Regions from separate parts of the Sus scrofa genome. Here region 2 is linked to region 1. A link is a contact called in public Hi-C data. All regions are on one chromosome and are shown on one strand. Each heading gives the region's core, a stretch centred on a gene start, on an enhancer-like site or on the middle of the called end of the contact. The rest is flanking DNA. Distances are from core to core; before and after follow the strand shown.

The links. A called contact is a pair of places that touch in the nucleus more often than the background predicts.
Region 2: a Hi-C map of liver shows a contact between it and region 1, with 1.8 times the contacts expected there. The contact joins two enhancer-like sites. A contact is called at or near these places in 3 of 47 Hi-C or Micro-C datasets (epiblast stem cells and liver).

What each region holds. Positions count from the first base shown.
Region 1 is chr9:91,042,379-91,046,876 of Sscrofa11.1, reverse strand. All of the region lies in intron 9 of RAPGEF5 (rap guanine nucleotide exchange factor 5), which reads left to right. Among named protein-coding and RNA genes, the nearest start is that of RAPGEF5, 190 kb to the left of the region's middle. Within about 2 kb of position 3,141, at least 11 of the 83 cell types and tissues checked have an H3K27ac peak or open chromatin away from gene starts, as enhancers often do. A contact at or near this core is called in liver, where this site is marked.
Region 2 is chr9:91,185,714-91,189,903 of Sscrofa11.1, reverse strand. All of the region lies in intron 1 of RAPGEF5 (rap guanine nucleotide exchange factor 5), which reads left to right. Among named protein-coding and RNA genes, the nearest start is that of RAPGEF5, 44 kb to the left of the region's middle. Within about 2 kb of position 2,568, at least 13 of the 83 cell types and tissues checked have an H3K27ac peak or open chromatin away from gene starts, as enhancers often do. A contact at or near this core is called in liver, where this site is marked.

The DNA of each region.
Region 1 (4,498 bases), core at 1,892-4,391:
CAGGCATACACATGTAAACACATTTACACACAAAAGAGATTTGGAAAGAGTTATAATAGAGTTCCTTGACCTGAAGCCTTCCCATTTTCTGTGTTACTTTACACTTTATTTACTTTTATTAAAAATTTCTTCAAAAACACACACAAAAAAAAAAAAACAAAGGAGTTCCCGTCATGGCGCAGTGGTTAACGAATCCGACTAAGAACCATGAGGTTGAAGGTTCAATCCCTGCCCTTGCTCAGTGGGTTAACGATCCGGCGTTGCCGTGAGCTGTGGTGTAGGTCGCAGACGTGGCTCGGATCCTGTGTTGCTGTGGCTCTGGTGTAGGCTGGTGGCTACAGCTCCAATTCAACCCCTAGCATGGGAACGTCCACATGCTGCGGGAGCGGCCCAAAGAAATAGCAAAAAGACAAAAAAAAACAAAAACAATAACAAACACTAATAATCATGAAACATTTCTCAAACACTCACGAAATGAACATAAAAAAAAAATTTCTTCAGCTATATTGAGGTATGATTGACAAAAATTGTATATATTTAAAGGGTACAACGTGATGTTTTGATATATATATTTACTGTAAAATGATTACTGTAATCCAGGTAATTAACATATCCCTACCTCACGTGACTATGTTAGATTTTCTGTGTGTGTGGTGAGAACACTCACAGTCTGCTCTCTTAGCAAATTTCATGTATCTGATACTTTTTATTTTTTTAATTATTTTTTGTTTATTTATTTATTTTATTTTTTGGTCTTTTTTTAGGGCCGCACCTGTGGCATATGGAGATTTCCCAGGCTAGGGGTCTAATTGGAGCTGTAGCTGCCGGCCTATGCCAGAGCCATGGGCAATGCCAGATCTGAGCTGCAGCTGAGACCTACGCCACAGCTCACGGCAACACCGGATCCTTAACCCACTAAGCGAGGCCAGGGATCGAACCTGCAACCTCATGGTTCCTAGTCAGATTCGTTCCTGCTCTGCCACGACTGGAACTCCAATGTATCTAATACTTTTTAAATTTCGGGAATTCTTCTACTGGATCTCTTCAGAGTTAACAAATAGCTTTTTCAAGTAATTTCAGTTTGTAAATTGGATCTCTGCTTAATCAAGAGGCATTTCCAAATACAAATGAGTTTTCTGTAAGAGGGATTTGGGAGGAGAAGCCAAAGCCATAGGAAGCAGTCAGGGCTGGCTATCAAGTGATACTCTAAAAATCCATACTGTCCTCTTGGTACTCAGATTTTAAAGGGTTCTGTAAAACTACTGCTGTGAATTATTCAAACCCCGGGTGACAAGTATATCTGTAACTATGTAGAAATTTTGTCTGATTCATAACTTACTGTAGGTTTTTCACCTCATCTTTGTGCTGCTGGGGAAAGTGTCAGTATTGATATTTTCCCTTTTGAGTAACTTTGCATATATTTCTCTTTCTCTCTCTTCTTCTCTTTCTTTCTCTCTCTCTCTCTCTCTCTCTCTCTCTCACACACACACACACACACACTTGAGAATTCTTGGGAACTAGAAGGAATTTCTAAAATTTATATTTGTCATTTCTGTAAAATTTCCTAGGAAGCAAGATTTCAGATTTTTTTGGTTGTTTGAAAACTCAAGCAGCATATGTATTGTATTTTGAGGCCCATCGAGATTACCATTAATGAGAAGTGGAAGTAAGTGCTATTCTCAGGACGCAGTCATCTCAGTTTTTTTTGCAAAGTAGCAGAATCTGTCGTGAACATGCCATGCACACCAGCTGCATGGATGCTTTGGACTGATGGAATTCACACATGCAAAGTATTGAAAGACAAAATTTTTCTCCAGTGACCCGTCATGTTAGGAAATGCTTAACAACTGACTTTAGGATTTGAAGGCATCCTCCCTTCTTCTGAACTACCTTCTAATAGGCCTCTGTGGATCATATATATGCACAAGGCAGTGCCCTCAGTTGCTCTTCCACCTGGGCTTCTTGACTCCAGAGAAGCCAAGGGGTAAGTCGTAGTGACTTCCCAGCCCAGCTGAGCCTTTCCATATTCCCGTGGGCCCACTCATCAGGGTGAGTGTCAATAACCCATGGGTCTTAGCAGAATGAAATAAACCACTGCTGGGACTGTGGAGTGGCAGGAGCGATGGAGTACAGCAGCCTCACTCCGTGACTGTGACTGATGTCACCCCTCGCTTGCTGCTGCTGGCGCTCTGTCCTGTTAATACGGTAGGCTTGCTGATGCAAAGGGACATCGCCTGCTCCCTTGCAGATAATCAGGCATTAACTAGCTCTTGAAATTTCTCCTTTCTACCCCTGCCTGCTCTCTGGCCTCAGTATGGCTCTCTGGACTATGTGGGCTGAACCTTCTCTTCCTTGGCTTTGCTTACCTCTCCATCCTTGATCTGGGCCATTCCAAAGTCTAGTATCTGTCTCTTCATCCGTCATTCACCAGGTCATTCATTCATGTAACAGCCTCTGTTCTCATGCAGCAGATGTCAGAGTGGAACTTGTCCTGCCATTTCTCCTTTCTCTTCTCCCCTCCATCCCCAGCCATGAATCTGGCCACCAACCAAGAGCTTTTATACCAGAACTAGAGGATTTACTGGGAAGGATTTAGTAAAACTTAAGCTTTATGATAAAAAAAAATGATAATGCCTGTGTGATTTAATAACACTCAAAGGTGACATGGGCAGGGTCAAGTATGAAGCACATTGTAGGATCTGAACTGTAGTAAACTGATGTAGGTATCAGACCAGAAAGAGTGTTGGGACAGTAAACATGCAGGAATTCAATTTAAGTCAGGTAGGGGGCTGCCACCATAATCTCCTCTAAAGCTGTTAGATTTTTTAGTTGTCTTCCTAACAGCAAGGCAATGGACTCTATGACCTGTATGGTGACATCTAAACTAGTGATAAATGGGCAGAAGCTTCTCTGGAAACTGAAAGGTCAGGTTTGCTGGATCATCTGCATTTGCATCCCCTCCTCCATGCTCACCTCTGCCCTCTGTGTGGTGGCAGGACTGTGTCTCTTGCCTTCCACTTGCGAGTGGGACTTGGCCAGTGGCGCTGTCGCAGGAGATCAGAGTGCGGGATGAGAGGGAGGTCAGGACATTTCCTCCTCCCTTGTTCCACTCTCTGCTGCACTTCCTGCAGTGAATGCACCCCGCTGGGACGGCATCGCCTCCTCTGAGCCTCTCATTTACTTCGCCAGCTCCCAGCGGGGTCCAGTTCTCACTCTTACTTCCTCTTGTTCGTCCAAGCCCAGGAGTGGTTAATACTTCCCACTTTGCTGGTCCCTGGTTTTCTCACCACTTGAGGGTTAATTTCCTCAGACCTACCCCTACTTCTATAAATAGTCCCTTCATTATACACTTTCAGAACCTAGTTAGTGTGCCTGTCTTTTCTGCCCGTGTCTAGTATAACCCATCAAGCTAATACTGCACATGGAAATAGACGTGTGATGGAAAGACGACGACTGTGTGTTTCAGGATATTACAGTCTGTCCCTGTCTCCTCCTCTCCGTTGTGCAATAGGTTTACTAGCTCAGGTTGGCGTCAGGATCAAATTCCCAGCCTTGCACTCATTTTAGGGTTCTTAGAAAACTTGTTGGACATGATAATCATTATTAGAGCCAATAAGACTTAATAAATGTAGTTCTTTTTCTAGCAGCTAGAATTTCCTATCCAGTCTTGTGTATTGGTTTTCTCTGGGAGTTTGGTCATGTTCCATAACAATTTTGTATTTGCTGTCACACTGTGGAAGTCAGCCTTCGCCTAGATCTTGTAAGTTTGCGGATGATGAATTCTACTAAGCCTATTTAGGCTTGAATTTGAGTTGTTAATCATAATGTGTATAAGATTTTTCAAAAGAACTAATTATCATTATTCAGGCATTCTTTCTGCCAGGATGTGTTTGTCAGGCTAGAGCTTTGCAATCTAGTAAATCTAAATCACCAGCTCACCTTGACACACATCTGTTTATTTAATCTTTCCCTTAGTTGGCTCTCTTAATCAGTTCTATCTTGCCGGCAGTATCCTTTTGACCTTTTTTTTTTTTTTTTTAAGAGATCTGTTTGCTTTTTTTTCCCCCCATGAGAAAAGAGAATCATGAAATACATTGTCAGCAAATTCTGTGAAGGTTGTTCTCAGACAGAATTGTTTTTGGCCAGAGGAGATCTTTTTTTCAGATAAGTGTTCCAGTTCTGCTGTACCCATATTAACTGTACAAGGATAGATGCGGGCATGGGTGGTTTGGTTTGCTAAGCTGTGTGTGAATTTCTGTAGTACAAGAGGAGGAGAGATCTCTATCCATGAAATCACACTTTCCTATTTAGGAGAGTCAGCACCATGTTGGGCTTCTGTGAGAAAAGTGGAATCAAGACAACTGAATTTTTTTTAAAATTACAGTTGATTTCACTGTTCTGTCAATTTCTTGCTGTACAGCAAAGAGACTCGGGCATACAAAATGTACAGGCTTTTTTTTTTTTTTTTAAATATTCTTTTCCATCATGGTACACTCCA
Region 2 (4,190 bases), core at 1,319-3,818, 140 kb before region 1:
AAAGTGAAAGTCCCCAGACACCATTGTGGATACCAGCAGGTCTTTACCAGTTTGAAACTTCAATAGAACCCTAAAGGGAGGAGGTATTTTTACATATGAGGAAAACTACAGTCTGGAGAGGTTAAGTAACCTTCCCAGAACCCCCCAGCTGGGAAACAGTACAGGCTGAACGGAGCCCGGGACTGTCTGATTCCAACATCATCTGTGGCCTTTCCCCCAAATCATGTCGGAGACACTGACATAATTAAGCCATGTGGTGTACTGAAACAGTGGGCGCCCTAGACATTTTCAAGTTTAATGCAAAACACAGCTCCTTTTCTTTCCCATGTCTTCAGTAATGGCTTCCAGGATCAGTCTTCACTCCCAAGATCTGACACTGGCTTGAGCAGCAGCTGTCCATCACCTCCCAGCAGTACAGCTGTTGTGCAAGAAACCTGAGGGTTTGGGATGACTCATTCCAGAAGCTATTGTTTTCTCACAAGGTTGGGAAGCTAACTAGCTCTTTATTACCATTGAACAGGGAGCTCTAGAAAGCAAGTAGCTTCCTTTTCAGGAAGTCTGGAAGGAGCAGTCGAATAGGTTTTTGTGACCCAGGATTTACATTTCTGATGGTGACTTGTTTGATATTTAAGAAACTTCAGATGAGGAAGGGGGAATTGTGCCTACCTGTCAAAATAAATGAACTATTTACAGTTGAATCAAGTCATTGAGAACCCGCAAATACCTTTTAACAAAGATAAGCTTTGGTATATTAAAAAAAAATTTTTTTTTAATGTGGTGAAGCCAATGGCTCTTAATTTTTTTTTTTTTTTCGGGGTGGGGATCCCAGGCCTTTTCAAGAATCAAAGGATAGCACCCCAGGAAAATGCACTTAGAAACATAAGTTTGCATCTCATTTCCAGGCTTGCGAATGTTTTGAAGCCTGGGTCACCACAGACACCTAGTCAAAAGCCCACCTTCTAGAATCAGCACCTTGGTTCTATAGTTATTTGACTTTTTATCTTTCCTTCCTCTAAAAATGTGGCATAGTATCCAGCACTCATTCAATCGTCAGTAAATATTTCCCCCAAATCAAAATATTTTATTGGCGTGTTGAATTAGTTGTTCATCTCTGAATGTAGCAAAAGCTTCAGTGAATGCTGAGAGGTGGTGGCGCAGGTCATACTATTATTATTTAACAAATCCTTATACAGCATTTATCGTGTCAGAGTCCTTCGAGGTACTTTGAGAACATTCCCTCATCGAATCCTCATAACGGCCTTATGTGGCAGATGCTCTCATTGTCTTCTTTTAAGAAAATGAGGTACATAGAAGCTAGGTAGGTTGCTTGAGATCACCTAATGAGTGGAGGGGCCAAGATTTGAAGTCTGGCTTCATATTACAAGTCTGCCTATTCTGCTGTATCCTCTCTGCAAATAAAATAATGTATTTCTGTGATTACAGTCTCTCACTCTTTTTCGTTTTAATACTTTTGAAATAGGAATATTTGTTACAAGTGATATAATCATTTAAAGGGATATTGCTTTTTTTCCTTGTAAAAGCTTTCGTTTTTATTTCTGTATTTATTTATTTTCTTTTTACAGCCACACCTGCGACATATGGAAGTTCCTGGGCCAGGGGTTAAATTGGAGCTACAGCTGAGGCCTATGTCACAGCCACAGCAATGCTGGATCTGAGCCCCATCTTCAACCTATACCCCAGCTTGCAGCAATGCTGGATCTTTAACCCACTGAGCACAGCCAAGGGCTGATCTGGCATCCTCATGGATACTAATCAGGTTCTTTACTCGCTGAGCCACAACAGGAAGTCCTACAGCTTTTATTAAATTGATAGTATATCTCAAAATGTTGCTGTCTTAGAATAAAACAACTATAGTAAGCCCTGCTTTAGTTTTTAAACTAAAAATGTCTGCATAGTTTATCTGTAGACATATCAAAATAAATCACAAAATGGTGCATACAAACGAAATCCTTATCTACTTATGAAGTATGAAAATGTTAATTAGGATGATACACTGAACACTGGTAATTACTTAGTGATTTAAATGTCAGAGAATACATTTGAATTTAAAAAAAAATTTCCTGCAGAAAACATGAATATTCTTAAGGTAATGTTGAAGGTGAAATTATATATACATGTACAGTTTATTATTGGTTTCCTTCAGATTTTTTTTAGTGCAAAATTTACAAGTTACGTTTCCTGTATGAATTCCTTTCTTTTTCAAAACTAAAAACCTTGAACATCCCCAGGTGACAACAGATTTAGACTTGGCCTTTGAGTCACTGCACATTGTGTGGGGAATTGGCAGATCTTACCTTCTGTGACTCAGTCTTTTTTTGTATTTTGTTTGCTTTATTCATAAGACCTCGGCTTCTCCCTTCTAAAAGGCTTTTCTTTTTACTTTGCTCATTTGTGTCACCTGTAGAAAAAACATACCTCAGAATTTCTAATAAAGGCAAAACAAACCTTTACTAAAATTCAACAGTCTGAAAAACCAGGGCTTCTGCGGTCTCACTGCTTGTCTTCCTGTATTTTTTTTCTAACTGGTCTAGCAACTTTAACCTCCAGCCCCATTGGTGGTTTTGCTGTTCAGTCAAATTTGACCTTGTCAAATCATTTACCTGCAGCTGTTATGAGGTGTGCATGCAAATACTTGTGATTGCCTAACACTTTTGCCTGTGGTGCCAAGTGTAAATTTGTTCTCCTCTCTCCTGCTACCGTTGAGGGAAGTGAACAGCTTTTCACTTCTGCTTCGTCTAACACTCTGAATGTTGCCTGTAATGCGCAAATACCACAAGTGGTTCACGCCATCATAGTGTGTTGTGAATTTATATAGAGGTATGAAATCTTCTTTTGTAGGGGAAAAAAAAAGCAAACAAAGAAAGATGTGTGACAATACCTTTTAGAAATTCGGGGAAGCATGATGCCTGCTTCAGTTCATTAAAATAGAATTTGACAGCAGTGTAGTAGAGAGAATGTGTTTCTGTGTGTTTGTCATTGAACGACTGTGTGACTTGGAATATGTCACATAACCTTTTTGTGTCTCTGTCTCTAAAGTGGAATAGCGGTATTCTCTTGTGAAAATTGGTGGTGGGGGAGGGGATCAGTTTTCTCTTCTTGGTCCTTGTCTGACCAACCAAGGTCAGAGCAGTGGTCTTTCTCCATAAGGATGCCAACTCAACATCCAGGGCACTGTGGGGCATATTTTAGACAGAAGCAAAGATAGATCTTTAATATTCACCCCGTCTCTTGAGTTGGAGAGGGGGAAGGTAATGCTTTCATTGAAAGAGCATTTGAAAGTGCAAGAGTCTGATTCAATCAAGAGGCTGTCTTATCAAAAGAGTAAAAAGAGTGTCTATAAATCTGTTTCTGGAAGATTAAATCATTTGTGTGGCCATAAACAGAGCTCTGGGAGAGGGGTCAGAAGAGAATTTGTGGCAGTGGCCCTTTGTGTCTGGGGGAATCTTACCAGGTGGTTTTATCTTCTTCTAGATAAGAGGTTTGTTGCTATTTCTTATAATCAATGAAAGGTGTTTCTTAGCCTCAAATTAGCATCAATATTTGTTTTCCCCCTACTGTTTCAAATTTATGAAAAATCTTCAAATAGCACCCATTGAAACACTGAAATTTCCTACTCTTCTTGGCACATAACTTCTTTTTTAAAAAAATAAAGCCTCCTAGTCATATTCTAATCTACATTGAATATCTGAGGAAGTTAGAGCTTAAAAAAACTCAGCACATCCAGTTCATCAGTATTTGGCTGTTCCCTCTGCTGTCATTTTTATAAGGTTTTACATTTACAAAGTGCTTTCACAGTCTTATTTTACTGTTTTTGTAGCTCTGGAATAGGTATTCCTTTCTTACATAGACAAAACAATTTACGAAGCTTTTCTATAGGTTCCAACCTCACCGCCTGTGACCTCAAAGGGCAGGAGAGTAAGTAAATAAATATGCACAGCACTTTGCAGACGGAACCGGTTGAGTAGGGAAGGCTTAGTGTGAGCTGCTGCTGTTGTCATTGCTGCCATCGTCATCAGCTGGAATGACAGGTCTGAAGGATTTTCAAAGATCAAGCCCTTTGAAAAGCTGAAAGAGGGAGTTCTCGTTGAGGCTCAGCAGGAACAAACCCGACTAGTATCCATGATGATGCAGGTTCGATCCCTGGCCCTGCTCAGTGGGTTAAGGATCCA